Regions from separate parts of the Mus musculus genome. Here all the other regions are linked to region 1. The links are chromatin contacts, called in public promoter capture Hi-C maps. All regions are on one chromosome and are shown on one strand. The core of a region is the stretch at or near the end of the contact, and the rest is flanking DNA. Distances in the headings are between cores, read along the strand shown. Region 1 holds the start of Vdac2 (voltage-dependent anion channel 2). Region 2 holds the start of 1810062O18Rik (RIKEN cDNA 1810062O18 gene). Region 3 holds the start of Ndst2 (N-deacetylase/N-sulfotransferase (heparan glucosaminyl) 2). Region 4 holds the start of Anxa7 (annexin A7). Region 5 overlaps Kcnma1 (potassium large conductance calcium-activated channel, subfamily M, alpha member 1). Region 6 holds the start of Chchd1 (coiled-coil-helix-coiled-coil-helix domain containing 1). Region 7 holds the start of Sec24c (Sec24 related gene family, member C (S. cerevisiae)).

Evidence for each region. Promoter capture Hi-C pulls out the DNA fragments that hold promoters and counts their contacts.
Region 2: a contact with region 1 is called in a promoter capture Hi-C map of pre-B cells, with 7 times the contacts expected there. The contact joins the promoter of 1810062O18Rik here to the promoter of Vdac2 in region 1. A contact is called at or near these places in 2 of 39 promoter capture datasets (liver and pre-B cells), 2 of 484 Hi-C or Micro-C datasets (CD4 T cells and embryonic stem cells), 1 of 115 datasets of contacts at active chromatin or transcription factors (bone marrow-derived dendritic cells) and 1 of 9 other capture datasets (adipose tissue).
Region 3: a contact with region 1 is called in a promoter capture Hi-C map of pre-B cells, with 4 times the contacts expected there. The contact joins the promoter of Ndst2 here to the promoter of Vdac2 in region 1. A contact is called at or near these places in 9 of 39 promoter capture datasets (the 3T3-L1 cell line, the C10 cell line, the HPC-7 cell line and 6 more), 2 of 484 Hi-C or Micro-C datasets (the G1E-ER4 cell line and embryonic stem cells), 1 of 115 datasets of contacts at active chromatin or transcription factors (astrocytes) and 1 of 9 other capture datasets (adipose tissue).
Region 4: a promoter capture Hi-C map of hematopoietic stem and progenitor cells shows a contact between it and region 1, with 3 times the contacts expected there. The contact joins the promoter of Anxa7 here to the promoter of Vdac2 in region 1. A contact is called at or near these places in 2 of 39 promoter capture datasets (hematopoietic stem and progenitor cells and pre-B cells) and 1 of 9 other capture datasets (liver).
Region 5: a promoter capture Hi-C map of hippocampal neurons shows a contact between it and region 1, with 4 times the contacts expected there. The contact joins the enhancer-like site here to the promoter of Vdac2 in region 1. A contact is called at or near these places in 10 of 39 promoter capture datasets (the 3T3-L1 cell line, cranial neural crest, frontonasal cranial neural crest and 6 more), 2 of 484 Hi-C or Micro-C datasets (cumulus cells and stem cell-derived motor neurons) and 6 of 115 datasets of contacts at active chromatin or transcription factors (differentiating embryonic stem cells, embryonic stem cells, epiblast stem cells and 3 more).
Region 6: a contact with region 1 is called in a promoter capture Hi-C map of pre-B cells, with 5 times the contacts expected there. The contact joins the promoter of Chchd1 here to the promoter of Vdac2 in region 1. A contact is called at or near these places in 11 of 39 promoter capture datasets (the 3T3-L1 cell line, 3T3-L1-derived adipocytes, the C10 cell line and 7 more), 2 of 484 Hi-C or Micro-C datasets (LSK cells and erythroblasts) and 2 of 115 datasets of contacts at active chromatin or transcription factors (epiblast stem cells and pancreatic cancer cells).
Region 7: a promoter capture Hi-C map of pre-B cells shows a contact between it and region 1, with 5 times the contacts expected there. The contact joins the promoter of Sec24c here to the promoter of Vdac2 in region 1. A contact is called at or near these places in 3 of 39 promoter capture datasets (the C10 cell line and pre-B cells) and 1 of 9 other capture datasets (liver).

Annotation. Positions count from the first base shown.
Region 1 is chr14:21,829,696-21,833,573 of GRCm38.p6, forward strand. Vdac2 (voltage-dependent anion channel 2) reads left to right here and starts at 1,866. Exons shown (of 10, transcript NM_011695.2): 1 at 1,866-1,972; 2 at 2,156-2,214; 3 at 3,189-3,257. The coding sequence starts at 2,181.
Region 2 is chr14:20,544,508-20,548,365 of GRCm38.p6, forward strand. 1810062O18Rik (RIKEN cDNA 1810062O18 gene) reads left to right here and starts at 1,786. Exons shown (of 6, transcript NR_033571.1): 1 at 1,786-1,837. Ppp3cb (protein phosphatase 3, catalytic subunit, beta isoform) reads right to left here and starts at 2,066. Exons shown (of 14, transcript NM_008914.3): 1 at 1,849-2,066. The coding sequence starts at 1,933.
Region 3 is chr14:20,731,523-20,735,886 of GRCm38.p6, forward strand. It overlaps Ndst2 (N-deacetylase/N-sulfotransferase (heparan glucosaminyl) 2), which reads right to left and starts at 3,040. Exons shown (of 15, transcript NM_010811.2): 1 at 2,693-3,040; 2 at 2,028-2,122. It overlaps Camk2g (calcium/calmodulin-dependent protein kinase II gamma), which reads right to left. Exons shown (of 21, transcript NM_001360186.1): 21 at 3,351-4,364.
Region 4 is chr14:20,478,649-20,482,541 of GRCm38.p6, forward strand. Anxa7 (annexin A7) reads right to left here and starts at 1,485. Exons shown (of 13, transcript NM_001110794.1): 1 at 1,247-1,485.
Region 5 is chr14:23,383,462-23,387,717 of GRCm38.p6, forward strand. Kcnma1 (potassium large conductance calcium-activated channel, subfamily M, alpha member 1) reads right to left here. Exons shown (of 28, transcript NM_001253364.1): 20 at 2,799-2,892. Among named protein-coding and RNA genes, the nearest start is that of 5430425E15Rik, 120 kb to the right of the region's middle. Within about 2 kb of position 2,755, at least 12 of the 459 cell types and tissues checked have an H3K27ac peak or open chromatin away from gene starts, as enhancers often do. A contact at or near this core is called in second pharyngeal arch cranial neural crest, where this site is marked.
Region 6 is chr14:20,700,969-20,704,939 of GRCm38.p6, forward strand. Chchd1 (coiled-coil-helix-coiled-coil-helix domain containing 1) reads left to right here and starts at 2,059. Exons shown (of 3, transcript NM_025366.3): 1 at 2,059-2,229; 2 at 2,322-2,440; 3 at 3,153-3,457. The coding sequence starts at 2,106. The coding sequence ends at 3,266. 6230400D17Rik (RIKEN cDNA 6230400D17 gene) reads right to left here and starts at 2,131. Exons shown (of 1, transcript NR_029446.1): 1 at 1,044-2,131. Gm25328 (a small nuclear RNA gene) reads left to right here and starts at 555; the gene lies at 555-661.
Region 7 is chr14:20,671,805-20,675,830 of GRCm38.p6, forward strand. Sec24c (Sec24 related gene family, member C (S. cerevisiae)) reads left to right here and starts at 2,517. Exons shown (of 23, transcript NM_172596.2): 1 at 2,517-2,584.

The DNA of each region.
Region 1 (3,878 bases), core at 616-3,115:
AGGCTGAGTTTTTCTGGAAGGCAGTGCTGAGGAGGCCAAACTCTACCACAAGCATCACACAGCTGGGGCAGACTGTCTCCCGTGGGCCAGGTCCATGGCAGACCAACCTGCCTGAGCTTGGATGAAGGGATGAGTCAGGTGCTGGAGCCCGATCTCATACACACAAAGACTCTTCCCATTTCACTTTTTACAACACAATTCCAGCTGTGAGCAGGTGAGGTTGCTGGCTAGCCTTGCTCCTGGGAGAGAAACATACCAGAGTGTAACTTTAAACTTGGGTGTTGGATTGGGGGGAGCCCACCTAGCCATCTTTCCTCCGGCTTAGGAGGAGAGTGATGACTTAACAGTACTTGAGTAGAGGAAGAGTTCAGAGACGATTGAGTCATGAGTGCATATGTGTGGGTGTCTTTGCTCTCAGTCCAACTGTATGTCTATTGAAGATTATTAAACAGCATCTTAGAGATGAGGGAATTGAGGTCCACAGGCTAAATTATTTGAGTTTATTGAGCTGAAGTGTCAGTTGTCTCCATTTTAAATCTTCTGTATGGCTGACGTGTGTGTGTGTGTGTGTTTTGAACAGTGTCTACTGCTCTTCACCTTTTACAGAATTTAGAGAACACGGTTTGCAGGCCAGGTTGACAGAGCCCCCGTGACCCTCTTGTTTCTATTTCTGGAACTACTACTGGCTTTTAATGTGGGTGTTGGGTGCTGGGGATCCGAGCTCAGGTCCCCTTGCATGCACAGCAAGATAAGGGTTCTTACTCACTGAGCCTCCGATTCTATCTTTATTATCCTGTTTGCCTCACCCTGTAGTTTAGCCTCAAACTGGTCTCTATTATTATTATTTCAAGACAGGGTTTTTCTGTATTGCCCTTGCTGTCCTGGAACTCTCTCTGTAGACCAGGCTGGCCTCGAATTCAGAAATCCACCTGCCTCTGCCTCCCAAGTGCTGGGATTAAAGGTGTGCACCACCACTATCCAGCGGTCTCTTATCTTTATTAACCTTTTGCCTCACTCTGTAGTTTAGCCTCAATCTGGTGTAATTTCTCTGCCGCCCAGATCTGGGACTACAGGTATAGGCATCAGGACTGGCTGCTCCCTCCCTCTTCTGGCATATCTAAAGAACTTGAGAGCAGCATTCTAATGACTGGTCAGCATGAATCCTACAGTTATTCCCTTGTCTCTCCAGGCCTCTCAACCAGGGGAAGCTTCTCTTCCTAGAGCAGGATGTGCTTCTGCGCGTGTGTGAACCCATACCATATATGGGTGAGACGGAGGCTGCAGGAGCGCAACCCTGAGGCTCCGAGAGAAATGCCCAGAGACTGGCTCAAGTTTGTTCCTTTGGAGCCCAGCCTAGTCCCAGCAGGGGAGGACATGGCGGTGGGCGGTGAACCGAGATGGGAAGAGCATGGAGGCTGCACTTGGGGAGAGTGTTTCATCCCCCTCAACCCGGACCTTAAGTTCAGACCTCCAGGCTGGGACTCAGGGAGGAGGCTGAGAGGGTGCACGTGACCCTGCGGGGCACATCGCCCCGCCCCGTCGCGACTCGCGTGGCCACTCCCATCCTGACCGCGCGGGTGCCGTTGCGCCGCCTCCGCCGTTCCCAGGTCCTCGCCTCTGGGGCTGTCCTGGACATTGCCTAACCCGAGGCCCCGCAGCTCCTGCTCGCCCCGTCCCCGCCGGACGGTCCGAGACCGCTCACCCAAGGAGACCGCCGTGCTCTCGACCCACGTGGTCACTCCGGAGCAGGTGGGAGTGGGCAGCGGGCGGAGCGGCAAGGACAGGCGCGGTAGACAGCCCGGGCGGCCGCGGCGGGGACCTGGCTGGGGGAGGCCAGGCTTGCGGCGGGGCGCAACGGTGTCTCCTTCACTTCGCCCTCCAGCCGCGGTGGCTGCAGCGCAACTTTCAGATAGCGGAGTGGCCTCAGCTGCGAGCCGAGCGGTGGCGGCAGCGCCCCTCAGGACACCCGCAGGTACTATGGTGCCCGCCTCTTGCCGACTCTGGGGCCTTAGGGCGGGCCGGCAGCCTGAGTGAACTCAGGGCGGCCCTGGTCCCCTAAGATGGCCGCAGCGGCCCCGGCCCCTTTCTCTAATGTCCGAGCTCCCCAGGGGACCCTTTGACTGTCCCCTGACCGCACTTCTTGTCCCTTTCACAGATCACCTTTTCCCCGCGACTTCGCCATGGCTGAGTGCTGTGTACCGGTATGCCCACGGCGTAAGTAGCACAAGAGGTGTTTGCGCGATGGGGCCATGGGGGCTGTGCTGTTCCTCTTTAGAGAACCATACCTTGTTCCGCCGTGGCCCACATGATGCCTGCAAAGACTTGGAAAGTTTGCTTCTTTGCGCGCCCCCTAAGTCTTACACTGCCACTCTGTTGACGGACGTGGTGCTGGGCTGTTGGGTTGCAGATAGGGGGGCTCGCGCCTGGGGCGTTGGTCCTTGGCCGCACCCACCCTTGGCTTTTGGATATGTTACTTACAAATCCGAAAGCAAAACACTTAGTTGTTGAATTCCATCTTGGGGTTCGGGGGGGGGGGGCGGAGAGTTAGAGCAGTCACTTTGCAAGAGGAAGTAGTTCGCTGTCTGCCTGCACAGGTCGAGTGCACTACAAGGTCATTACACGTGTTCCTAAGGGCGTGGATGTGCACTGGAGAATGAATGAGCTGCTCCTGGAGCTCGGATTCCTTGCCCTTAAGCCTCACGTTGTCGGAGGACTTGGGGGACCGTAGTAATGTGTTTAAAGTGCCATTTGATATTTAGTTGCTGTAGACATAGATGGTTGTATTTTTTGCCCGTGTCTCAATTGTGCCAGTTCCCAGAGTGTTGGTTTTGATTTTGGAAGTCCTTCCCAAAGGTTTGTTAGGGGAGAACGCCTAAGCTTAAATTTTGGTTTTTATCTCCGTTAAATCAGTCACCTTGAGTTTTGGCAACTGTGTAGGCAGTAGACACTTATGTTTAGGAATTAGAAAGGCTTCCCCCATTCTTAAAACTTGGTAGAAATGTCCCAGGTTTGTATTACCACATAGCTATTTAGAAATAAGTTTTTGTTATGGGTGGCTACTTTAGAATAACATTTATTGAAGTTCTAGTGGCATCAAAACCCACTCCGGTTGAACTGCTTGAATGTAAATGTTAGCAGTAGGTCCTAGTAGTAGCTCACATTAACTGTAGAATGTTTCTTTTGACTAGCGATGTGTATCCCTCCACCCTATGCTGACCTCGGCAAAGCTGCCAGAGACATTTTCAACAAAGGATTTGGTAAGGACTTTTTTCCCTTTTAAACATAAAAGAGAAAAATATATGCTTGGACCTCTTGAAAAAAGTTAATTGCTTTGCTTTTCTAGACTGAATACCCTGCTGCACTCATGCCTCTGCCAGCTGCATGTGTACCCCACTTTCTTAGCCTTTCTTCGGTCACAATTGAAAAGCTTGTTCTTTTTATTTTGTTGTTGTTTTTTGGTTTTGTTTCAAGACAGGCTTTCTCTCTGTAGTCCTGGCTGTCCTGGAACTCACTCTGTAGACCAGGCTGGCCTTGAACTCTCAGATCTACCTGCCTCTGCCTCCCAAGTGATGGGAGGCGAGTACCACCCCACTCCCCACCCCCTAGGGAGAGGGGAAAGCCTGTACTTTATTCTTTTAAGTGACAGTTCAGACCATGGTTGGATAGAGCTGCCTAGAATTACTGTTTTATTTTTGTGGTTATGACTCTGGGTAGGTGGAAACCTTAGAGTTTTGAGTCAATTTTTGTGCTTTCTTGAAAATTGATTGTTTTGCACATACCACTACCCCTTGCTCTTTGGTGATACCCTTTTGGGATAAAAGTCCTAAGTGTGTTGCCATAAACAGTAGGCCAGTCTGAGGAACTGATTTTTAATCTAA
Region 2 (3,858 bases), core at 536-3,035, 1.3 Mb before region 1:
CAGGAAATATAGTTAAGAAAATGAAGAAGCAGGCAATGGCCTGTTTCAACCCCCACCTATACAATTACAGAAATTAATAGGATCAATGCCTGATCTTCTATCCTTCAAGAAAAAAAAAAATCCCAGAAAAAGAAGCTCATAAACTATTCATTCTAGGGGCTGGTGAGATAGCTCAGCGAGTAAGAGCACTGACTGATCTTCCAGAGGTCCTGAGTTCAAATCCCAGCAAACACATGGTGGCTCACAACCATCTGAAATGAGATCTGACACCCTCTTCTGGTACGTCTGAAGTCAGCAACAGTCTACTTATTTATAATAATAAAATAAATCTTTGAGAAAAAAACCTATTCATTCTTTTTTTAAAATTTATTTAATGTATATGAGTACACTGTCACTGTCTCCAGACACACCAGAAGAGGCATCAGATCCCATGACAGATGGTTGTGAGCTACCATGTGGCTGCTAGGAACTGAACTCAGACTTCTGGAAGAGCAGTCAGTGCTCTTACCCGCTCTTACTCCAGTCCTATTTAGTTCATTCTAATGCTTAACCCAACCACATATGTCATGCTTTAAGAACCTAAAGTGCAGATTGAAAACAGAAAAAACACAGGTGGGCAGTGGTGGCGTACACCTTTGATTGGGCTCTTAAGAAGCAGAGGCAGGCATATCTCTGAGTTCCAGACCAGCCTACTTTCCAAGTTCCTGGCTAAGACTACGCAAAAAAGCCCTATCTCGAAAAACCAGCACACATACATACATACATACATACACACACACACACACACACGAGAAAAGGGTTTGTTTTAAAATATTTTAATGGCAAACCATGGTCACAATTCAAAGCAAAGCTAGCAGTATTTAAACACTGTGCCAGTCTATACTTGAGACACTGAATTTGAAAATTAAAATAACTTTAAAAATGAGCATAATCTAAATGACGAAATCTTCATTTTACGATTTCTGCTTATTGACTGCAAAATAAAGAAAAATAATTTCAGTTCTTAATATTCTTAATCCATAGTATTAGTGTGGTAGATGGGCTCTCTCTGAGAGCCTGGACTTTTAAGGAACTTTCAACTGCCTCTCAATTTAATTTAAATAAATCTGTTTATCTGTACACACACGTCCTCCCTGGCTCAGAAGAATTTCACTTTTCCTTCTAAAGAGTAAGTCGTGTGTTTAGAGGCGGCTTGTAAAACCCTTTCTGTTAAGTGTACCACTTCCTATACATGGGACTTTTTTGCCTCCTCTTTGTAAGATGGCTTTTTCCCCTGCCCCGCAGCTACGTCTGGGTTCCTAGGTCACCCCGGGATCCTTCATCCTGGTCCAGTCCCATACGGTTTTCCCGATTTCCGCGCGGGGTGGCATCTGAGGGCCGAGCGCAAACCCCCTGCGGCTGGCGCTAGCTAGGCGTTGTCACCCGGGAGCAGGCGTGGGCCAGAACGCGGGCGAGTCCAACGGCGTGCGGCTAAGGGGTTCCGGGGCCCCTCGGTGCGCCCGGGCAAGCCGGGAGTGCAGCTGTCGAGGAGCCGGAAGCTCTTAACGCGGGCGCCGCGCCGACCACAGGCAAAGCAGGAAAGAAAGGGGCTCACTGCGGCGGACGGCCCTGAGCCCGCGTTAGCGACAGCCCGCGCACGACGCCCGCCCGGGCCTGCAGGGCGAGCGGGAGACCGAGGAGCAGCCTACGCCTCGGCCCGGCCCAGCGGGGACCCGCCCAGGGGCCACTCCCCAAGGGAGGCAGCCAGTCACTCGCCCGCCCCGCCAGGCCCGCTCCTGAGGGGACGGACTCCCGCCCGCCCTCACACCGCGCCTCACGCCAGGCCCCCAGGCTTCGGGTACCTCTCACCTTTGACGACGCGGTCGGCCCCGAGAGGGGGCGGTGGGGGCGGGGGCGGGGGCGGCGCGGCCCGGGCCGGCTCCGGGGCGGCCATGCTGGGCCCGGGGCTCGGCTAGGTGCCGGGACGGGCGGGGTTGGGGGCGGGGGCGGCGGCTACCAGAGCCAAGCGGCGGCGCCGCCGGGGAACATGGCGGACCCTCTTTCCCTTCAGAGGGGCTAAGACCGTCATGCATCGCGCGTGCAGGGGCGGGGGCGGGACAAGCTCCAGGGACTTGAGCAAAATTACCGAGGCTACTACAGAAACGGAAACAGTCCAAGGGATCAGGTGAAAATTCCGTACATGCAGAAAGACAAACCAGTAAAGAGAGGTTGCAGATTAAACTGAGGGGCTGTTGATAAAATGCAAGGGGAAAAAAGGACGGTTTTTTGGCCGCTTTGGAGCCCAGGAAAATGAAGAGGTGTAATTTGATCTCAGAATTTCCCAGGCCTAGACAAATATATGACAATTTATCTACAAAATCTAAGTGATAATACTATGGCCAGAGAGAAAAATGAAAGAAGCATCAGGGAATCTATAGAGTGGCATTATCATTTAAAATGAAATTTTCCCTTTAATACCAGACCTCAGGAGGCAGGGGAAGGCAGAACTCTGTAAGTTCAAGTCTAGCTAGGTCTAACCACTCAGGGCAACAAAGTGAGACTGTCTCAACAAAACGGGGCCCTAGAGAGTTGCATAGAATTCGAACTCTTGCTTTGAGAGTTTGGAAAAGTCCAAAGGCACATAAATTCAGCTGGAAAAGTCTAAGCACCACGATTTAAGAACCAAAATGGATCAAGGGAAGTAGGGAATGACACCAAGAGGTGTCCTGAGAACCTGTAAGATTCCCCTGGAAAGCCATTGCCTCTCTCGTAATTCACTGAGCAAATAAATTTGAAGGCAGAGAGATGGTTCAATGGATAAAGGTGCTTGCAGCCAAGGACTGTGATTTAAGTTCCTTAGGACTAATCCCCATGGCCGAAGGAGACAATGGAAAGAAGGAATTAGACTCCTTCTAGTCTGACATCTACTAAAACTTGTAAATAAAGAAATGAAATAGAAAAAAATGGAAAGCAGAGACTAAGTAGGTAGAAAATAGGAAATTAGTTCCTTATCTTTGTACATACTCGGAATTTGAATTTGGGCAACTTGCAGAAACAGATCCAAGTTGACCAGCATCCAAGAGGTCAAGAAACAAGTACAGGTGGTCCTTAACAGTTATTAATAAGATGCTCAGATGCTGAAGGCATAGGCCACCAAACCCAGTAATGGAACCACAGGGCACACAAGGTATTAAAAGAGAACTGACTAGTACAGCTTACTCTAGCCTTCATGTGTCCTCCTCATACATATGCACAGTCATTACACTTCTTCCAAAAAGATAGAATTGTGTGTATGACACGAGCAGTGTTGAATGGTTCAGGGGCCAACATATCTACTAAGGCCCATGTCTCTATGTTATAGCATCCAAATAGGATGAAACAAGAAAGCCCTCTGTATCTTATTACTCAGTAACACAAGTTCTCAGAATCTGTCCTCAGTGATTAGGAGGGCAACGTTCTCAGCATCTGTTGTTTCTTTGTGTTCATCAGTAAGATCAAGATCTGGAATAAATAAGGAGGGAAAACCCAATAGACATTCTTTGCAAAGGGAACCTTCCAAATTATTTTCTTTTGTGTGTTTATGTGTTTTACCTGCATGAATGTCTGTGCACCACATGTGTTCAGTCTCCATAGAGGGCAGAAGAGTAGATTATATTCCCTGGAACTAGAGCTACCAAATATTGTGAACCACTATGTGGTACTGAAAACTGAACCTGGGTCCAATACATGAACAGCTTGTTCTCTTAACCATTGAATCATCTCTCCAGCCACTACAAAATACTTTTCAAAGGAAAGAGACTGTTGGGAGTGTGTCATGGGTGAAGATAGCTCTCATTATCACAGAGATATTCTGACTCTTAAGGGGAAAGGAAAGGGAGC
Region 3 (4,364 bases), core at 1,790-4,289, 1.1 Mb before region 1:
GCACAGGAGCTGCTGGGCAACAGACTGGAGGGACATGAGGGATGGGGTCTAGGGACAGAAAGTGACTTGAGGGTCAGGTGACCAGAAAACAGCTCTAAGGAGATCTAACCTGACAGTTTCTTTTTCTTAAAAAAGACTGCTGCAAGTTTACAGTCCCTTTTTATTTTAGCCAATCTCAGAAAGGTTAGTAGCTGGCAATCCTACTCTACCTCCCACTCTAGTACACGCACCTCAGTGGCCCTTAGGCAGAAACAAGGTCCTTCAGAATCCAGAGAGATGATTTATGACTGTTTATATAGGGTTCACTCTGATCTTGGTAAAACTAATTAAGAGAGCTGGGACAGAGAAGAAAAGCTGATGGGGGCTGGAGACGGCCCAGTGGTTAAGAGCACTGGCTGCTCTTCCAGAGGACGGGTTCAATTCCCAGCACCCACATGGTAGATCATAGTTGTCTATAACTCTGGTTCCAGGGCATCTGACACAGACATACATGCAGGCAAAACATAATACACATGAAATACAAATAAATTAAAAGAAAAGCTGTGATGGGGCAAAACCCATGCGTATAGTGTATGACGCTCTAAATGCAGGGGAGGGGGGATGGGAAGACAGGGTAGAGAGTGGAAGTAGGAGGAAGAGGTGTAGATCACGGGAAGAACTGAATTCTTTCGTTTGTTTTTATAGAAAGGGGTTTCTTTGTGTAGCCCTGGCTACCATATAGACCAGGCTAGCCTCCGATTCTGCCTGCCTCCATCTCCTGAGTGCAGGATCAAAGGCATGCACCACCACTGCCTGGCAGGAACAGCTAAATTATAACAGGGATAACAGTAGTGAGAATTCAAGGAAAGCAAGCTATACTTCACATGTAACACTGGTTTAATAACAGTATATACTGAGCGCTTACTACTTTACTTGTTGGGTGTCCTTCTAGAGCTTTGCATATACAGACAGACCTGATTCTGACTTATTACAATCTGCAAATGAAGCTGGGAGGTGATGGCGCACGTCTTTAATATAAGCCCTTAGAAGGCAGAGGCAGGACGATCTCTGAGTTTGAGGCCAGTCTGGTCTATAGGGCGAGTTCTAGGACAGCCAGGGCTACATGGAGGAGCACTTTCTTAAAAAAAAACCAAACCAAACCAAACCACCACTACCAACCAACGACAAAACCAATGTGCAAATGGTAAACACTTAAAGGAGACTTCAAATGGTTGTGGGTTTTGGTTTTCAGTGCCAGTGATGGGATATGTGGTCTTGCACAGGCTAGGCACGTGCTCTCCCAGGAGTTCCAACCTCAGGTCCTAGAGTTTTAATCCTTTCCTAAGGGAGTGGATTTGCAGACACCGTAGTAGTAGTAGTAGTAGTTGTTGTTCTTCTCTTCTCTTCTCTTCTTTTCTTTATTTCTTTCTTTCTTCCCCTCCCCCTCCTCCTCTTCCTCTTCTTCTTTTGGTTTTTTGAGACAGGGTTTCTCTGTGTAGCCCTGGCTGTCCTGGAACTCACTCTGTAGACCAGGCTGCCTCGAACTCAGAAATCCACCTGCCTCTGCCTCCCGAGTGCTAGGATTAAAGGTGTGTGCCACCACGCCCGGCTCTCTCTCTCTCTTGTTTATTTTTACTTATGTACTTTATGGATATAGGTACTTTGTCTACATGTACATCTGCACACCAGAAGACAGCATCAGATTGTAGGCCACCATGTGGGTGCTGAGGACTGAACTCAGGGCCTTTGGAAGTTTGGAACCACTAAGCTACCTCTCCAGCCCCAACAATACTTTTCATTTGAGACACACTGCAAGTACTTGCTCAGCCACACAAACAGAAGGTGAAGCAACTGGCGTCACTGAGCAGAGGGCACAAACTGATAAGCTCTTGTGGTCAGTAGTTTAGGATATCTTAAAAGTTTATCAGTAAATGCAAGAAGCACCTGTATTTAATGTCAGCTCTAACAGTTATGAAAACACATATAACTAGTAGTAGTTCCATTTTACACACGCATAATTTCTGGCCCAGAGAAGTTTAGTAACTTACCCGAGATTACAAAGCTCCGTTTGTGGATGAACTGGGATTCAAAGGTCAGGCCTGTCAACCTCCTGTGTTGTAACCACTGTATTTTAGCTTCATACCTAGAGGAAGCCAGTGAGATTTAGAGAGGGGATCATGTGAGAACTTTTGGTGGGGGAGCAGTGGGATGACTAAGTTGGAGGAAGAACATGTGTGTGGCAGTGGAAAGTTTCTGAGGAAGGAGAAACCTAAGGGTCGTCTGCCAAAGTGGGCAGCAAATACAGGGTCAGGGTGGGCTGGAGGTGTGGGCCCACCACTGGAATAAACAACAGGGGCCACGCTGTGGGAGGAAGGACCTGACCTTGAGGATAGAAGGACCCTCCTGCGGGAACTACGGGAAATGGGGAGCCCACAGGTGGGGGAGCTGGAGGGAAAGGGGCAGGGGTGCGGCCGAGAGTTGGCATCCAGACAGGCACTGGGTTTAAGAACCCCGTGTGCCCTGGGCGGAGTGGCCAGAATAAGGCAACTGAGGGGAGGCCAGCGGCTGGGACTCGGGGCAGGGTGCACAGGGCCAGATGGGTGGTCGCCCAGGACGACCCTGCGGGTGGTTTCGGTGGCGACACTCGCAGGAAGTCTGATCGCGAAAACCGAGGGCGACCGTGGACGGGAGACTGCTCTCAAAGATGGCTCACCCGGTGGAGTGGGCGGCGTCCCCGCTGTCCCCGGGCCCTGCCGCGTCCCGGGGCTGCCCGGCTTCCCTGCTCGCGGGGCCTCGGGCCGCGTCGCGGCGGCTCCGCCATCTCCGAGCGAACGCTCCGCCGCAGTCGGGCTCAAGTACCGCTCCCACCAGGGGGAGGCGGCGCGCTGCGGCTCGTGGTGCCCGCTCAGGTCCGCGCGCTCCCCGAGCGTGGCCGCTGCGTGACCGGGACCTGGGATAAGCCGACGGCCCTCCGCAGTGCTCAGCCCAGCCGCAGCCTCCCAGCCCTCCGGCCTCGCGCTCAGCCCACCAGGGTGGACCCCGTCCTCCACGCCGGGTGGCACAGTCTGCGGAGCGTCGGGGCGGGCCCAGGGCCCAGGCCTGTCCACTCAGACCCGCGGAGGAGGGAGCCCGCGTACCAAGGGCGGGGCCACCTCCGCCTGGGGCGGGGCGAAGACTCGGCCCACCGCCTAAGAGGCTACTTCCTCCCTGCCACCCCCCAATACAGCAGCCCAGGCTGAGTTTATGAGAAGTTTTCTTCCTTGCTCCCCAAGGGAATGGGCAAAAAGATGTTCGTCTCCTAGTGAAGCCTTGTCACGCAGGCTGCTAAAATCTAAGCCCACGGCTACGAGCCTCCAACAGCAATAACACAATGGACTGTTTAAAGGTTATTTTATTAAATATCTTCAAGGTTTCATTGTAACAAAGCTATGAAGGGACTACCAACATTCAGAACAAACACTATTTTAAATTATTTCTATGTCATCATGCAAAAGTTCTGCATCAAATGCCTTCCATTTCCTGTTTAAAAGGTGGTTTGTTTTTTAAATAGTCTATTAATAGTCTATAGATGCTGACATTAGCCCCAGAAGTGGAGTAAGAACGCTAAGAAGTGGGGCTGGAGCAGCCACATGAAGCTATGGGTCTCAAAGAGCTCTAAGACCATTTGTTGTCTTCAAGCCAGCAAAACCAAACCCTGTGATGAAGGTATCTGTTGGCTGGCACTGCAGGCTGCAGGGCAGGAAGGGTCTAGGGTCCAGGGTCTGAGGCATGCACAAGTGCTTGAGGAGCCTGGCTAAATTCAAGCACCAGCACCCATGCGTTTGTTCTCTTCTCAGCTGGCTCCATACTCTGTAGTTCTCTTTTCCCAGCTCCTGTGCCTCCTGAAGGTCACCCAAGGAGCTGAAATCTACCCCCCCCCCCAATGCAGATAATGTGCAGTTGTTTGGTGGGAGGGAACCAAGACTATGACCAATTGCCTCTTCCATTATCTTCTCTGTTATCTGCCTAAGGTACAGACCTTTTCTTCCTGGAATGGACCTCCTTGAGCACAGAGAGGGACAATGAATGCAGGAGCCTTGGCTCTGGACCCCTTTGTGGGTACATGCAGGCGAGGGGGTGATGCCCATGCAGATTGTCCAGCAGAAAAGTCTATACTTCGGTTGGTCAATAAAGAGCCTCTTTAAAGAGGACACTTCTCACCCAAGCAGTCAGTTCGATCTCAAACCCAGGGAAAGAGTTGGGCGTGCAGCATGGGAAGAAGGGAGGCAGCCCAGAGGGCAGCCAGAATGCATAGAAACAACCACCAACTCTTACCCACTGCCTCACTCCTCCCATCCCACAGGGGCACTTGGCAGAGGGCCCAGGCCTAGATGAGGGTCAGCATG
Region 4 (3,893 bases), core at 235-2,734, 1.4 Mb before region 1:
GTAGACTTTAAACTTTTTGTAAAAGGCTAACAAACCCTAGGGTGACTCAACAAATTACTCAGCTCTGCTGAAGTTAACAGGACTCTTCTGAGTGAACCAGAGCTTTTGTTTTCCCTTTAACAATGTTACAAACAACCTTTAGAAAAACTTGGAAAATCCAATCTTGGTTCTCCAAACCATCTCCACCCAGTGAGTCAGTTAGTAAAAGGGTGGATCTATGTCAGTCTCTCAACTGGCAAGAGGCCTAAGAAGTTAAGGGTGGGGTTGGGGGTGGGGACCGGTGACAAACTGGGAAGGGAAACAGGAAGTGTGACTTAGGCCAGGCAAGAACAGAAACAGTTTCCCAAAAGCCGCCTCTAGGTTCCGGAAGGGCCATTTAAAGCAATGACTGAGGATAACAGGGAAACAGGGCTTAGTCCTCTGCGTGGGAAGGTAGCCCTCTACTTAACCACGAGGGCTAAAGGGTGGTTTAAGTTTGCGGGAGCAAAATTATTTACTCCACTTGTTTCTAATGATTTCCTGGCCTAAACCGTAGCTCACTACACTTGTACTGTAATTGGGGCAGATTGCTTTATCAGAATGGCTCGCTATCACCTGGCAGCAATTAAGGAATGTAATGGATAACAGTAAAATACCTTTCGTCTTTTCACTTGGTTTAGCCATTCCCCTCTGCATCTTGCTTACCTAGACGGCTGATATGGGTCAAGGACAAGGAAAAAAAAATCTAGATTGTTACTGGAATAGTTTCCAAGAATTTTAAACCGGAGCTTACATATCAGGCTTGTGAATTCTGCCCTAGATGTCATTAAGCACGGCACAAATTCCTCAAGTTCCTCTAAATTTGCTGTGTCACCAAAAAGTCTAGTCACTAGCCAAAGCCAGCTTTCGGAGCTGCTAGTCGGCCTTCTGGCAAGGGGCTTCACCAGGGCCACCATCGGGCCTTAAGTCCGCCACTTGCGGCCCAACTGACCGAAAGCGGGGTACCACTGCTGCCTGGCATCCCACTCTAAGCCTAACAGAGTGATTTACCCACAGACCTTCCCAGTCCTCCAGCACGCAGGGAAAGCATGCCCAACCCACCCCAAACACCCGAAACGCGTCCGAGTCCGCGTCCGCCACCCGGAGGCCCACCTCGTTAGGACACGCGCGGGGCTCTACGACTACGGTTGGAAGACCAGACCAGGGACTGGGAACGAGCTGACTGACCGACGGAAGAACAGCAAGGGGAGGGGGTGCGAGTCCTCACCTGAACGAGAAAGCAGCGTCACACCCTAGCCCGCTTTCCTGCAATATGGAGCCAGAGGGCGTGGCGCATGGGCGGCGCGAGGGTGCTAGCTGCTTGGACCGCCCCCAAGCTCGGGCGGGACGCTGCGCCCCTCAGGTGGCTCAGCTAGTTTTAACACGTGTCTATATCTCAGCGAGGTAAATCTACTCCAGGTGGTGCTACTGTAGAAAGGAACTGCAGCTTTGGGTGGAGCCGCGCAAGTGGGCGGAGCAGAGGGACTCAAAGATAGAGAGCTCCAGGCCTCCGGGGATCCTGAGAACCTAGGTTTGTTTCATGTGACTATAGGGAATTGTGAGTAGACAGAACTGGAGTTGAATTAAACAAAACTAAGCAGGGTTCAAAGTTCTACTGGTCCATTAGTGTTAAACTCACCATATATAGAACTAAGTATTTGAGGCACTTACATGGAAAGAAAACATACACAGAGACATAGTGAAGTGATGAATGGAGGTTACAGGTCAACCAAATGTTCACCTCTTTTTTTTTTTTTTTTTTTTTTTTTTTTTTTTTTTTTTAAGGTTGGTCTTACTGGGACTGATGGGCAGTAAGGCAAGAATGGCTGATCAGTGAGCTCCTGGGATTCACGTATGCATTTTCAGTGATAGAATTACAGGCTGGCATTTGCACCTGACTGAGCCAGCTCTCCACCATGGCTTTCACTTTCACGACAAAATTGTATTTGGGTATGTAAGCCTGAGCATGACTTGTAGGGATTGTTTCCCTTCCTCTACCATGTGATTTTCAGGGATGGAATTCAGGTCATAAGGCTCCACGGTAAACACTTGGGTAAGGCATGGAGACAAATGCCTTCACACCTCAGCACACGCCAATTCCACTATACTACAGTTTTTAAAAAAGTTTATTTGTATAAGATATATTTCTGAGTGTGGGCACATGTGGAGGTCAGAGGACAACTTGGAAGAGGAGACAGTGCTCCCTTTCCACCATGTAGGTTGAGAGAATGCCACTGTGTTTTCCAGGCTTGGCTGCAAGGCCCATTTACCACTGGGCCATCTCACAGGCCCAAGGCACTTTCACTTGATATTTGAAACATAAAATTTAAAATAAGGTAAGCCAGGCAGTGGTGGCGCACACCTTTAATCCCAGCACTTAGGAGGCTGAGGCAGTTGAATTTCTGAATTCGAGGCCAGGCTGGTCTACAGAGTGAGTTCCAGGACAGTCAGGGCTACACAGAGAAATCCTGTCTCAAAAAGCCAAAAAGCCAAAAAAAAAAAAAAAAAAAAAAAAAAAAAATTGAAAGAAGGTAGTTTTTTGTTTTCATTGTTACATCCCAGAAGTAAAAGGTATCCTGGAATCCTCTGGTATTCCTGGAGCCAAGGAATAGCAGAGTCACACCACACATCAAACCTTACAGAATAGACTTGGCAAAGAAGCAGTGAAGAAGTGAGCAGAAAGCAGGCTTTCTATCCGGTGTCTTGGCGGGGAGGTGCAGACCTTTCCAGGGTGGCCAGATCATGAGCTTCTTTTTCTGTAGGGCGGGGCCTGGCCACTCCCACTCTTCTGTTCGAGTAGCCTGTGGGGTGGAGCCTGGCAGCTGGAGGTCTCTAGGTGCTTCATACAAGGGGAGTCTCTGCACATGGCTGCCCAAGTTGGTGTGAAAGCCAACATTTGTGCTACTCGTGTAATATCTAAGAAAACATTGTACAAATTCATGAAGATTTATATATTCTAAGCATTGAAGTTCTTTAGATCTCTGATCCATTTTAAAGTGTTTGAGGCTGGGTCTTCATATAGCTCAAGCTGACCTCAAAACTTGCTGTGCGACCACAGATGAGCTTGAACTGATCCTTCTTCCTCTACCTCCTGAGTGCTGTCGATTTTGTTGACTTTAGCCTTGCTGTGTAGCCAGGACAGCCTCCCAGTTCCTGAGCCTCCTGCCATACCGGCATTTGTACTGGAATTAGAGGCATGTCCCACAACACAGTTTAAACTCACTTTATATGATATGAACTGGAGCTTCAACTTTACTCTTTTGCATGTGGCTATCCAATTGTTCTAGCAAGGTTTGTTGAAAGGTCTATTATTCAGTCTGTTCTACAGAATGAGTTCCAGGACAGCTACACAGAGAAATCCTTTCTCAAAAACAATCAAAAGGAAGGAAGGAAAAAACGTTTATCCCTTTGATCCTTGTCAAAAATCAGATGACTCATAAACAGTAAGGATTTTTTTTTCAACTTTTGCAATGGTCTAAATGTATGTATCTCCTTCAAAATTGATGTTTCTAAGTCTTCGTCTCCAAGATTATGGTATCAGGAAGTAAGGCTGTTGGGAGATGACTAAGCCAAGAGAGCACTACCCTAATGTATGGGCTTATTGCCCTGATTAAAAGTATGACTGGGGGGCTGGTGAGATGGCTCAGTGGGTAAGAGCACCAGACTGCTCTTCCAAAGGTCTGGAGTTCAAATCCCAGCAACCACATGGTGGCTCGCAACCATCCTAACGAGATCTGATTCCCTCTTCTGGAGTGTCTGAAGACAGCTACAGTGTACTTACATATAAATAAATAAATCTTAAAAAAAAAAAAAGTATGACTGGCTACCCTTTTACCGGATGAGGAAAAAAAAAAAGGTTCCGCCTTCTATAAACC
Region 5 (4,256 bases), core at 1,505-4,004, 1.6 Mb after region 1:
CCCTCAGTCCCTCTCAGGCAGGCAATGAAAGCAAGATCCACTTTGAAAATTCTCCCCCATCATGCAAACTGACATGGGCATGCTTTTCAAAAACCCACAGCCAATCTGTTGATCATTACTTATTTACAAAGGCCTTCAGGCAGAAAGTCCTGTAAAAACCATACTTGATACGGTATACACTAGCTTTCTCTGCTTATGGAAAAAAGTCCCCCCAAGGCTACCTCCAACCATCACTTTCTATTGCACATAAAATGTAGCACGTAACACTAAAGTATTTAATATATATGGTATAATATATCTACAGAAAAGGCATTTGTGTAGAAGTATGTTACCCTGGATTTGGTAATTTGATGTTTTGCTGAAGGCTACAACTTTAAAAAGCCTCCACCTCTTACAGGAGACCTGTCATCTTGGTACCCAAGAGCCAACAGAATAAAGAAGTACCCTTAAGCAGCAAAACTTTGACACAGCTTTGAAGCATATGAAAACAGTGTAACTCCTCAGAATTATTATTACTCGAGATCAAAGCGGCGAGTCATACTTTACATAGCAAACAGGGACAGGGAATTTGGCTCCCAAGGTTTCACATTTTTCAGATTCCTCTTTATTTATTTATTTGCTTCTCTAAATTTAGGCAAAAGAAAGCACTTGGGCTTTTCTCTCCTTTAAATGGAGAAAACTCTCAGCATTAGATAAGCCGATTACCTAAAGGTGAGTAAATAGGACTTCTATGCTTGGCTGACAACTGGTGTCATAAACCCAGTGGCTTGGCAGTTGGTGCCTTTTATTCCTTCCCTCCCTCCCTCCCATGAACTGTAAACACGTAAACATGCGTGTAAATCAGTGGCGCCCCAGCAAGGCGGCACAGGAGAGATGTAGGACTCCGAGGCCTTTTTCACAGGATTGGAAAAGTGTATTTGTGACAAAAGAGAGGGAAGGGGCCAGGAGGATCCATGTCCTCAGTACTGAAAGACATGTCCCAGGCAGGTGGACACAGGGGAAGCAAGAATGCAGACAAGTGGGAATTAGAAACAATCAATACTGCATCCCAGTAATCACAGGGAGAGGGTCCATGGCTGGGAAAGAGGCACACAATGTCAGGGAGGCACATAGTTCCCGAAGAGGGAACATTTGGGATATACAGTGCTAAAATCTCCCTCTCCCCTCTCCTCCCCTCTCGTCCCTCTCCCCTCTCTCCCCTCTCCCCTCTCTCCCTTCTCCCCTCTCCTTCTCCCCCCTCTCCCTCTCCCTTCTCCTCTCCTTCTCCCCTCTCCCTCCTCTACCTCTCCGTCTCCCTCTCCTTCTCTTTCTCTCTCTCTCCCTCCCTCCTTTACCCTTCCCCTCTCTCTCTCTCCCTCCCTTCCTCCCTCCTCATCTCCTCCTCTCCCCCTCCCCTTCCCATTTCTCTCTCTCTCTCTCTCTCTCTCTCTCTCTCTCTCTCTCTCTCTCTCTCTCTTACACACACACACACACACACACACACACACACACACACACACACACGGAGACCAAAGGACAACTTCAAGTGTCATACCTTGGGCACCTTCCATCTTTTCTTTGGAGACAGTCTTTCACTGAGTGAGAACTAACCAAGTAGTCTAGGGTGGATGGCATGCAAGCCCCAGGAATCTACCAGTCTCCCTCTCTCCAGTTTTAGGATTACCCATGAGTTTCTGTACTTGGCTACTCCCCAGTACCCATGGATTGTAGATATGCCTTTACATTTGTAAGATAAATACTTTTACCCTTTGGACTGCCTTCACAGGCCCTGAAATCTTTGCCATGTATAGTGTTGGGGAATTAGGATGTCTGAGAAAACAGATGGTAGTGTCGGGAGACAATCAAAGAAACAAAGCTGACACAAGATGAATTTGTCCAAACAGGAACCTGTAGAGTTGTATTGAAATTCTGTTGCATTCGCTGTTTCTTAGATGATGTCTTGGGGGGCGGGAGGAAGGGAAGGAAAGATAGATCAATAAAGAGAGGGAGGGAGGGAGGGATGGAGGGAGAGAGGGAGGGAAGGAGAGAGGGAGGGAGGGAAGGAAAGAGGAAGGGAAGAAGGGAGGGAGGGAGGGAGGGAGGGAGGGAGGAAGGAAGGAAGGAAGGAAGGAAGGAAGGAAGGAAGGAAGGAAGGAAGGAAGGAAGGAAGGAAGGGAGGGAGGAAGGAAAGAGGAAGGAAGAAGCACACCCAGCTCCATAATTAATATTGCTTTTAACCTAAGCAGAACTGGATTGCTTCTGAACTTTGCTTTGGCAAGCCCACAGATTATTAAACTTTTTTTTTTCTCAGTCAAAATCAATTAGCAGAAATTTGATTTCCATTGACAGGATAAAAGGAAGGTAATCTTCAGGTTCATTTTTTATTGTGATGATACATCTCACATATGGCCTTAAGTACAGAAACCAGTCCTCAGAGGGACTCCAGCAGAAAGAGTCTTGCCGCAGGCAAACTAACCACAGAGTCCCTCTGATTGGCTCCCAGCGTCATTAGTGCCACTGCTGTTTAGTAACTACACACAGACAGGACATGGTGACAGCTAAGACTTTAAAGCCTATGTATTTTTCAAACAGCTTTTCAAACTGTTTTTCGTGACAGAATTTTTTCAGCTCTATCATTAACTGCTGACAAGCTGACAGAATAAATACTCCAGCCTTTAAGAAGCCATCTAACGATCTGGCTCCCCTCCCCCCATGGAGCTGAGTAGGGAGGGAGGTCTGGGCCTGGGCTTGGGCAGGTGGGGAAGCCAGTGAAGGAGCTGGGGAAGTGACCATGCCGGGGTTGAGGGGGGCCTGCTTACCTCATCAGCTTCGGGGAGGTGTTGGGCGAGTTCCTCATGCCCCCATTACGTTGTTTTTTTTTTGGTGACAGGGTTGGCGGCTGCTCATCTTCAACTGCAAATACAGGCAGCTTGTGAGATTATGAACAGTTTGAGGGCAGACTGCGAAACACAGGCAAGATATCAAAGGACACACATTCAAGGCTCAGTCACTCACTAGAAAGGCAGGGCTGTCTTTAGAGGCCCCATGACAAAGACTGGATGCGTTAGTCAGTGAGACCAGCTGAGAGGAGGTTGAAGCAATATTGCTTTATGCTCCAACCCTTGAGCATGCACTGTAAACAGACTAGAACAATATATAAATGCCCTGGCATATTAAGGAAGGTAAGAAATAATGATTTATCTACACACAAAAAAATCACGTCATTATTCTTGAGTTAATTTTGGTTAAGAGTTAATACTTTGCTTGGTTGAACAATTGAAATGAATTTTCTTGTAACCAAAATCAGAAACAGCGTTGTATTTGAGGAAGCAGATTAAATGCCAGCCTGCCGCCTTTCCAAATGAACCATCTTAACTGGTTCCCAATCCTTGCACCTACAGCAAGAATCTTGAGGAAAGGCAGAAATCCCAGGCCTTGGTTGCCCATGGTTCCCAATGGGCCAGGAACACTAGTGCATGTAGGCTCAAGAGTTCCCAGGCCAGCTCAGCTCTCCTCCCTGCCGCTGTGCCAGGGAGGGTACTTGGTGCTGGTGAAGAACATTGGCATGAAGGAAGAGGTGGCTACTGAATGATGCCTCTTAATGATATGGCGGATGGGGATAGAGGGTGGTGGAGAGGAGGGGCTGGAAACCATAGACTGCTTTCCAAATGTCTAAACCACACAGGCCACTAAGCAAGGTGAAGCTTCACTCACAGACAAGACAGAGCAGTAGAGTCTGCTGCTCTTGTCCAAAGCTACCCGCTAATAACTGCTGGAGATGGATTAGCCCGCACCATGCTTGGTTTGTAAAGAGAGATGCTGGATAATCAGCATCTTTGCGCAGCCTGTCTTCCAGGGGCATGTGCCATAAAATTCCAGTCCTGCTCTCCCCACCCCCACACAGTCCAGGCTAAAGCTGTGATGCTGAGAAGGAGATCTAGGATCCTCAGATTCTTAGAGTTGATTGTCACACAGACTAGGAGGAAACAGCCCTGAAACTCGGAATGCATGGAAGTTACCTTAAAGCTAAGAAGAGAACCATTAGTAGCGACAACATCAAAAGAAGCTTGGTATATGTTAACATGTATGAGGCTTAGATGAGGGTGGGGAGGGTGGCTAGGCCAGCTCAGCTGCTTGCTATTGTCCAGAAGACCCATAACAGAACATGCATCTTACAGTGCTTCCCTGAAAACCCTAAATAAACATAGGCGGTTAGGACACACAGCACCACAGGTATTCGAACAATCTAAGCATACTCCAGATCGGCTTCAGAATCT
Region 6 (3,971 bases), core at 809-3,308, 1.1 Mb before region 1:
TCTCAGGTTTCATTTTATATAATAAACTGATTTTTCCAGTGTCTTCTACATGGTTTCTTTATTACATTTGTTTATTATGTGTATGTGTGTAGTAGCTTGTACTACCCTGTACTTGTATATATCATAAGAGTCAGTTTTCTTTCTGCCATGTGGTCTCAAGGACTAAACTCAACAGACTTAGTGGCAGCACCTCTATTCACCAAGTGAGCCATTTTGCTGGCCTGTATTTGCTTATTTTGGGGGATTGAGGTGATAAAATTGGAGACTTGTAAAAAATAATGGTAAACACTTTTCCTTTCTCATTTCATTATTTTATTTATTTTTTGTTTGTTTCATTAAGGCAGGGTCATGTTATATGGCCCTGGCTTGCCAAGTACTCATTATATGTAACTTAGGCTGGTTTCAAACTCTTTAATCTGTCTCCTGCCTCAATTTCCCAAGTGCTTGGATTGTAGGCATATGCCACGCCTGGCATAGCTATTTTTAGCATGAACAAGATACACAAAGGCTCGTCTCATTTTAAACATTTAAGAGATATTTAAAAATATTTTTCCGTGCTCGCTTTGGCAGCCTATATACTAAAACGGGGACGATACAGAGAAGATTAGCATGGCCCTTGCACAAGGATGACACGCAAATTCGTGAAGTGTTCCATAGTTTTGTAAAGTGGATAAAAAAGATTTGTTAGCAAATGCAAATTAAAGTTTGGGAAAGAAAAGAAATTTACCCATGTGTGCGTTCGAGGTGTTGGTAGAAGTAATTATGAGCCCTGCAACGTGGATGCTGGAAACCAAACAGTCCTCTGGAAGAGCTAAAAACACTCTTTAAGCACGGAGCTACCTCTCCAGACCCTGAGCTAGCTAAGATTTCAAAGTAGATGTTGGGGTACATAAGGTCACAAACAATATAAATGTGTGTGACAATAAAAAAGGTGCCTTGATGGCTGCCGGTAGGGTGTGGTAAGAGAGGGAAAACCCCTCTGATGTGAACCCAGTGTTAATCTTGGGATTCGCCAGAAAAACGAAGTCCACCATTTTGGGCTAAATTTAAAGCAAGCTTTATTAGATACTAAATACTGACCAAAAGATGGACTTTTTGGTCAGGCCCATTCCTGGAATTTCCCTCCTGAATTAGCTATGTGACTCCGGAAGAAAGGCATCCACGTAGGCTATCAAGGGAGAATTCCAAACATCTGAGGTAAAAAATGTCAGCAAATATACCTTGCTCTAAAGTAGACATCATATAAACTACAGGACTGCTGGATTCCGCTTCCATTAGCAGAAATGTCTTGAATTCATTTGCAAATACCAAAGAATCTATATATAGCACATCTTTTGATTCGGTTTTGTAAACAGTTAAGTCAAACACTCAAGTCCAACAAATCACAACTGGAGGTCTATAAAAAGAAGTGATATAGTTGCTCTAATATTAAATGTTGTGTATGTCACACGTAAATGTTACAACGTTCACCCTACTGTGCGATCATTCCAAACGAGTAAACAGTATCTACCTAGCAGTCCATGTAAGAGTTGTAAAAAGCAACCATTTTATTATTTTGGTTTTTCTGCTACAGAGTTTCTCTGTGTAGCCCTGGCAGTCCTGGAGACCAGGCTGGCCTCAAACTCAGATCCGCCTGCCTCCCCGCCTCCCCGCCTCCCCACCTCCCCAGTGCCGGGATTTAAAGGCGAGCGTCACCACCGCCTGGCAAAAGGAATCATCATTCTCACAGACTTGTTAAAACAAAAGTCCTTTGCAATCCAAAATCCTTAACTCCAGCCCCACGGGATCCAACGCCTTCCCCTGGCCGCCACGGACGCGGCACTCACGTGGTGCCCACACGCAGACACCGACTCACAAATAAGTGGCAGCCGCGGACACGGGGCCCCTGAATCCTGCCGGGTCCCGAGCACGCAAAGGGCGCGCACAACCTATAGCATCCTAACCTGCTGTCGGCTGCCGGCCCGACGGGGTTCGAATCCAGTGTCACCGTGAGGCCAAGACCCGGAAAGTGCGCGCACAGCTGCCCGTTGTCCGCACGCCAAGCGCGTAGAGGTCAAGAGGGGTCACGCACGGCGCCGCGGAGCCTACTGGGAACGCTGTGCAAAATGGCGACGCCCAGTCTACGCGGCCGCCTGGCGCGGTTTGCGAACCCGGGAAAACCTATACTGAAACCCAACAAGCCTCTTATCTTAGCTAACCGCGTCGGGAACCGACGTAGAGAAAAGGGAGGTGAGCACTTGGAGCGGGGGCGGCTAGGTAATCTCGGGGGAGAGGTGTTAGGTCGCCCTGTGGCTGAAGGTCTCCCAGTTCTTCCCCTCCAGAGGCAACCTGTATCACGGAGATGTCGATGATGATGGCTTGCTGGAAGCAGAATGAATTCCGCGACGAGGCGTGCAGGAAAGAGATCCAGGACTTCTTCGATTGTTCTTCCAGGGCTCAGGTGATGTCTGGCTCCTAGCGTGCCTTCTTGGGAAAAGAAAGGGGAATACAAAGAAATGGTTCAAGCCGGGCGTGGTGGCGCACGCCTTTAATCCCAGCACTTGGGAGGCAGAGGCAGGTGGATTTCTGAGTTCGAGGCCAGCCTGGTCTACAAAGTGAGTGCCAGGACAGCCAGGGCTACACAGAGAAACCCTGTCTCGAAAAACCAAAAAAAAAAAACCAAACGCAAAGAAATGGTTCACACCGCCCTGTGTTAAATTATGTACAGAGTCTCCCATTCATCTGTGACTGGCTCACCCTCACCAAAGTGAGAAAAAGCTAAGTTTTGTCATAGGTTGATCTTCACTAATTTGCTAGCCAGAATAGTAGTTTGAGATGATAACAATCATTTGTACATCCCCAATCCCTTTAAATCCCCTTTTTGTTCCTTTGGGTTTTTTGTTTGTTTGTTTGGGGTGTGTGTGTGTGTGTGTGTGTGTGTATGTGTGTAAGTGCTTGCGTGCTTGAAAATGCAGGGACACATCTGTGGGCACCAGTGCTGTGTGGTGGCCTGAGGTAAACGTCTGGAATTTTCCTCCATTCCTCTTCCACTTTATTCCTTGAGGCAGGGTCTCTTGGGGTTTGGAATATTATAAAAATTATGGGTCTAGGTCAGAATAAGCTAAAGAACTGTGACTTTGTTTTTTGTTTTCTGTTTTCTGTTGTGTTTTCAGGAAGCCAGGAAGATGAGATCAATCCAGGAGTCTCTGGGACAGTCCGAGAGTTTATCTCCCCACAAGATGACCAAGTTGTTACAGAGATTTCCCAACAAATCTCATCTCATCTGAAAATGGAGAAATATTTTCAATGAACTCTCATTTCCAAAAGCTATACAGAGAGGCACGTTTGGGAGGTTTGCGGTTTGCATTTGCATTGCTACGAGTTTTTGAAGGGTAAAATGAGGCAAAATACTTAATTTTGCTCTTTTGAATGAATCGTATTCTGGATGCTGTCTTGAAATAAAATCCTCTAAAAAGAAGTTGGCCATTTCTTCTAATTAGCTGCTTCTCCTCACACCTCCAGCCCCATCCTGAAGAGGAATATCTCTGCCTTTCCCTTCACTGGGCAAGCACCCAACCTCTGAGCCAACCTGAGCACGTCCTTTCTTGGGCTCTATAATCTCCCCAAACCCTGGAAGTTCTTTATTCCTGGGATGCTCTTCATTTCCTTTCTTTTGTTTTGTTTTTGTTTTTTTTTTGTTTTTTTTCTTTTTCTTTTTTGAAAGAGAGTTTCTCTGTGTATTCCTGGCTGTCCTGTAACTCACTCTGTAGACCAGGCCAGTCGCAAACTCCGAGATCGCCTGCCTCTTTCTCCCAAGTGCTGGGATTAAAGGCATGCGCCACCACTGCCCAGTCCAAATATGCTTTTGATGAGCAAGTCTGAATGTCTTTTGTTGCCTTTCAAGTCCTTTACATCATTTAGTCCTTTGGCTTTTAGATACATAAGTAGCAATGAAGTCTGTGTATGCAGAGCCTTTTTGCCATCAGCTGTAT
Region 7 (4,026 bases), core at 1,267-3,766, 1.2 Mb before region 1:
TTACTGGTCTACACCTACTAGGTAGTAACTGAACAATCACCAGGCAAGCACCCTATACTGGCCTCCATCTACACCTACAGTTTTTTCTCTTTATTTATTTACCTTTTTGAGACAAGCTCTCACTACACAGCCCAAGCTAAACTTGAACTTTGTTTTTAAAGATAGGGTCTGGGGCTGGAGAGATGGCTCAGAGATTAAGAGCACTGACTGCTCTTCCAAAGATCCTGAGTTCAATTCCCAGCAACCACATGGTAACTCACAATCATCAGTAATGGGATCTGATGCCCTCTTCTGGTGTGTCTGAAGATGGCTACAGTGTACTCATACATAAAATAAATAAATCTAAAAAAAAAAAAAAAAGACAGGGTCTTATATAGCCTAATCTGGCCTTGAACTTGTGATAAACAAGGTGTGCCTGAGGTTCTGATCTTCCTGTCTCTGCCTCCATTCTAAGTGCAAAGTTGAGTTATAGGAAAATTTAAAATGCAATTTATAGCCTCCATCTTTAAGCTGTGAATCTTAGCTCTTATTAGGAGTGCATAACTTTAAGCAAGACAGATTATATCTGCCTCCTTATGGTGTGATGAAATATGAATGGGATAAATCATGTGAAATGCTAAGGTGAGGGAGGGCTCAAGCTCGGGCAGCTCAAGTGCTCAACAAATGTTATCTGCATTTGGCAAATTCTTAAACTGACAACTGTTAGTCAGCAAGAGAATCAACCAGGAGGGAGTCATTTGTCAAGCTTGGTGTAATGGAGTACTGTTTGCTGAGCCCCGTCCCCAAAACTGAACTACATGTAGGTGAATTAGAGCACATTTCTAGTCAGCTTTGGTAGCATATGCTTTTAATCGCAGCTCGCTGGGGGCAGAAGCAGAAGGATCTCTGTGAATTGGAGACCGGCTGGATCCACACAATGAATTCAGGAGGGTTATACAGTGAGACCTCCTATGAGAGAGAGAGAGAGAGAGAGAGAGAGAGAGAGAGAGTCATAAGAGTGGATAAAAGTGGTGGTGGTAATGTACCCTTTAATCCCAGCACTTGCGAGGCAGAGGCAGGTGAATTTCTGAGTTCAAGATCAACCTGGTCTACAGAGTGAGTTCCAGGACAGCCAGGGCTACACAGAGAAAACCTGTCTCTGAAAAAAAAAAAAAAATCCCAAATAAATAGGAAAGATATTAATTTACATTTCTAACAAGTCTCAGCTGATACTGATACTAGGATCCACGGACAGTATTTTAAAAGTGGATAGAAACAGGGCTGGTGACAAAGAACACTGGCTGCTTTTCCAGGTGACTTGGGTTTGATTTCCAGCATCCATGTATCTTACAAGATTTGTTAACTCCAGTTCCAGGGGATCCAGTGCCCTCTTCTGGCCTCTGCAGGTACTGTAGTCACAAAGTGCACAGATACACATTCAGGCAAAACACCCATACATAAGACATTTTAAAACAAGCTAGACAGAAACAACTGACTGGTTAGTAACTGACATGCAAACTTAAATGCCCATTTTTCTCTAAGCATGCATTACTGTGTAACTACCATTACGTAGGAAAAAACCCCACAAAACAGTTTGCCTACTCTATTCATGAACCTAAGTTGGCCCAAAGAAGTGCTTAAAGCATAACAGCACAGAAAGAATTCCAATGCATGCAACGGAGAGGTTGGAAGCATAAAAAGTGGGAGTTCACGGTGATCATGGGTTATATATCCAGTTTCAGGATAGTCTGCCTATAAATTGAGATCCAGTCTCAAAAAACTGATTAGAGGATAAAAGAGCAATAATCATTTATTAGTTAACATTGTTCTCTGAAGAGTCTTATGATTACTGAAAGAATTGTAGCTCTTTTAACAGAGAGCAGGGAGGTCTTTATATTCTGGTAGAGTTACCTCTATTAAAAAAAGGGCAAGGCATAAAATGGTAACTAATCTTTATTGAATAAACATTATACTGAACAATCTTAGGAAACGTCTCTAAATTCATCCCAATTCACTGTTCGACACGAATTCTTTTCATTAAAGAAGTAAACCGGGGCAGAAGTTGTCCAAACATTGAACTAATCGGCCCAAAGTCGAGGGTTAGAACCCACCCTACCACTACCACGTGTGGCTCAAAGGTCAGGGTGAGCTCTACCGTAGGGACGCAAATCAACGGGGTGAAAGGTTAACAGGAAGTGGATACAAGACTAGCTGTCCTTAAAGTCAACACACGACGAAGGGAGCGTTACTAAAAATAATCTGACCTAGTTTTCTCAATACCCTCTCAGCTGGTAAAGCCATAAAAAAAGTCTGGAAAATGTGGAAAAATCTGGAAAGGAAAGAAAAAAAAAAAAAAAAAAAAAAGCATGAAACTCAGCAATACTTTACAGACTGCGTCCATGACGGGATACACCACATACGCATGCGCAACATCCGGGTTTCCGGAAGCGTGCCTAAGGCCGACGTGGCAGAAGGAGTGGCCTAGCCCTAGAGCATGGGGCGGAACTTCCGGGGACGGCACGCCAGCCCCCCCCCCCTCGGAACCGGAAGTTGAGCCTGGGAGCCTTGACGTTAGGAACGAAGTCGAACCTGGATCTGGAGCCGGGTGAGGAGTGGCATCGCGAGGTTGCGTGGTGGGGAGGAATGCTGAGGAGAGGCCAGGGTATTTTTGGCCTGATCGCTGTCCGGTTTTAGAGGAAAGGGAGGAGCCTGGAGGCGGGGCCTAGAAAGAGACCCTCACCTCTCGCATCTGTGGCCGGCGATCGGTCTTAGGTCCCCGGACCCCTCCCTTCACCTCCTGGCCCAGGTTCCGGCTCGCTTCGCCCTCCCAGCATGTTGAAGGGCATTAGAGGATTGGTCTTTACTGCTTAGTGAACCGGCCCTCTTCGTGGCCCTAGAGGCTGGCTTGGCTTCCGGATCTCGATCTCTGGAGCGCTCAAGCCTCCGCATCTCGGGTACTTTCAGAGTTCTAGGAAGCTTGCCCCGCCCCTTTCGGTTGTCACCCTCGGCTATCCCCCTAGAATGGAGTCAAGATTGGAGTTTGACTCTGAGCTTATTCGGTCCCTCAGCCTCCTTCAGGAAATTAAAGGGAGAGGGACGTTTCCCAGGCTTGATGTTGGTGGCATGTGCAACGTTTAGCGTTTGGAAGGACTGTTCTAAAATGGCTTTGACTTTACAGAGTTTTCAGTCCGGCAGCGGTTTAGCTTCTGGGCTCTCCTAGCAAAGAGAAACCTATTGTTCTACTGCAGCACCTGAAAGGAGGTCTCACTCTTCCTGGGCCTCTTCTGCCTGTATAATAACTAGAAGGATGTTTAGATCTCCAGTCCCCTTGTTGGAATGACCCCTGAAAAGGACCTCCAACTCATCCTTCTGTTCCTGGGCAAGATTGCAATAGTTTGATAGCGACCTATCAAACAAACCTTAGAACAGAAACAATTACAGGCATGCTCTTGGATGTAGAATACCCATAGTCCTCTGCTTGAGACATGAGATGAATGACCTTTGCCATGGAATATTGCTACTTTTTTTTTATCTTAAATGTTTCATTTGTGAGGTTAATACATTCTGTTCATGGAAAGACTGGGGTCAGAGTAACATTTGGATTATTGTAGGTCAGACAAAGAATACTGTTTCTCCCAAATAGCTACTTTACAGTTTTTCTTTGTGTGTGTGTGTGTGTGTGTGTGTGTGTGTGTGTGTGTGTGTTTGAACAAAACCTAGTACATTTGAAGTTATTCTGTTTTGGGGGATGAATGGATGACTTGGTGGTAGATACAATGAATGGAAAGTGGAAACATTGCTTTATTTACCTGTAACATCATGGTAGTTATCAGGCAGAGGACTCTGTGTGACTGCCTGGACACTGAAAGTCATACCACTGGAGAATGGCTGCTGCTGTTCTGTTCCATTAAGTCTGTCTGAAGTTGAAATTTATACCTTCTTGGCAGTGACACAACATGGGGTTCACAGTAACAAAACCCTTGCTTTGAAGAAAGTGACTGCATACTGGCGGGGCAGGAAGTTTCTGAGATCCTGTAGTAGTGTGGG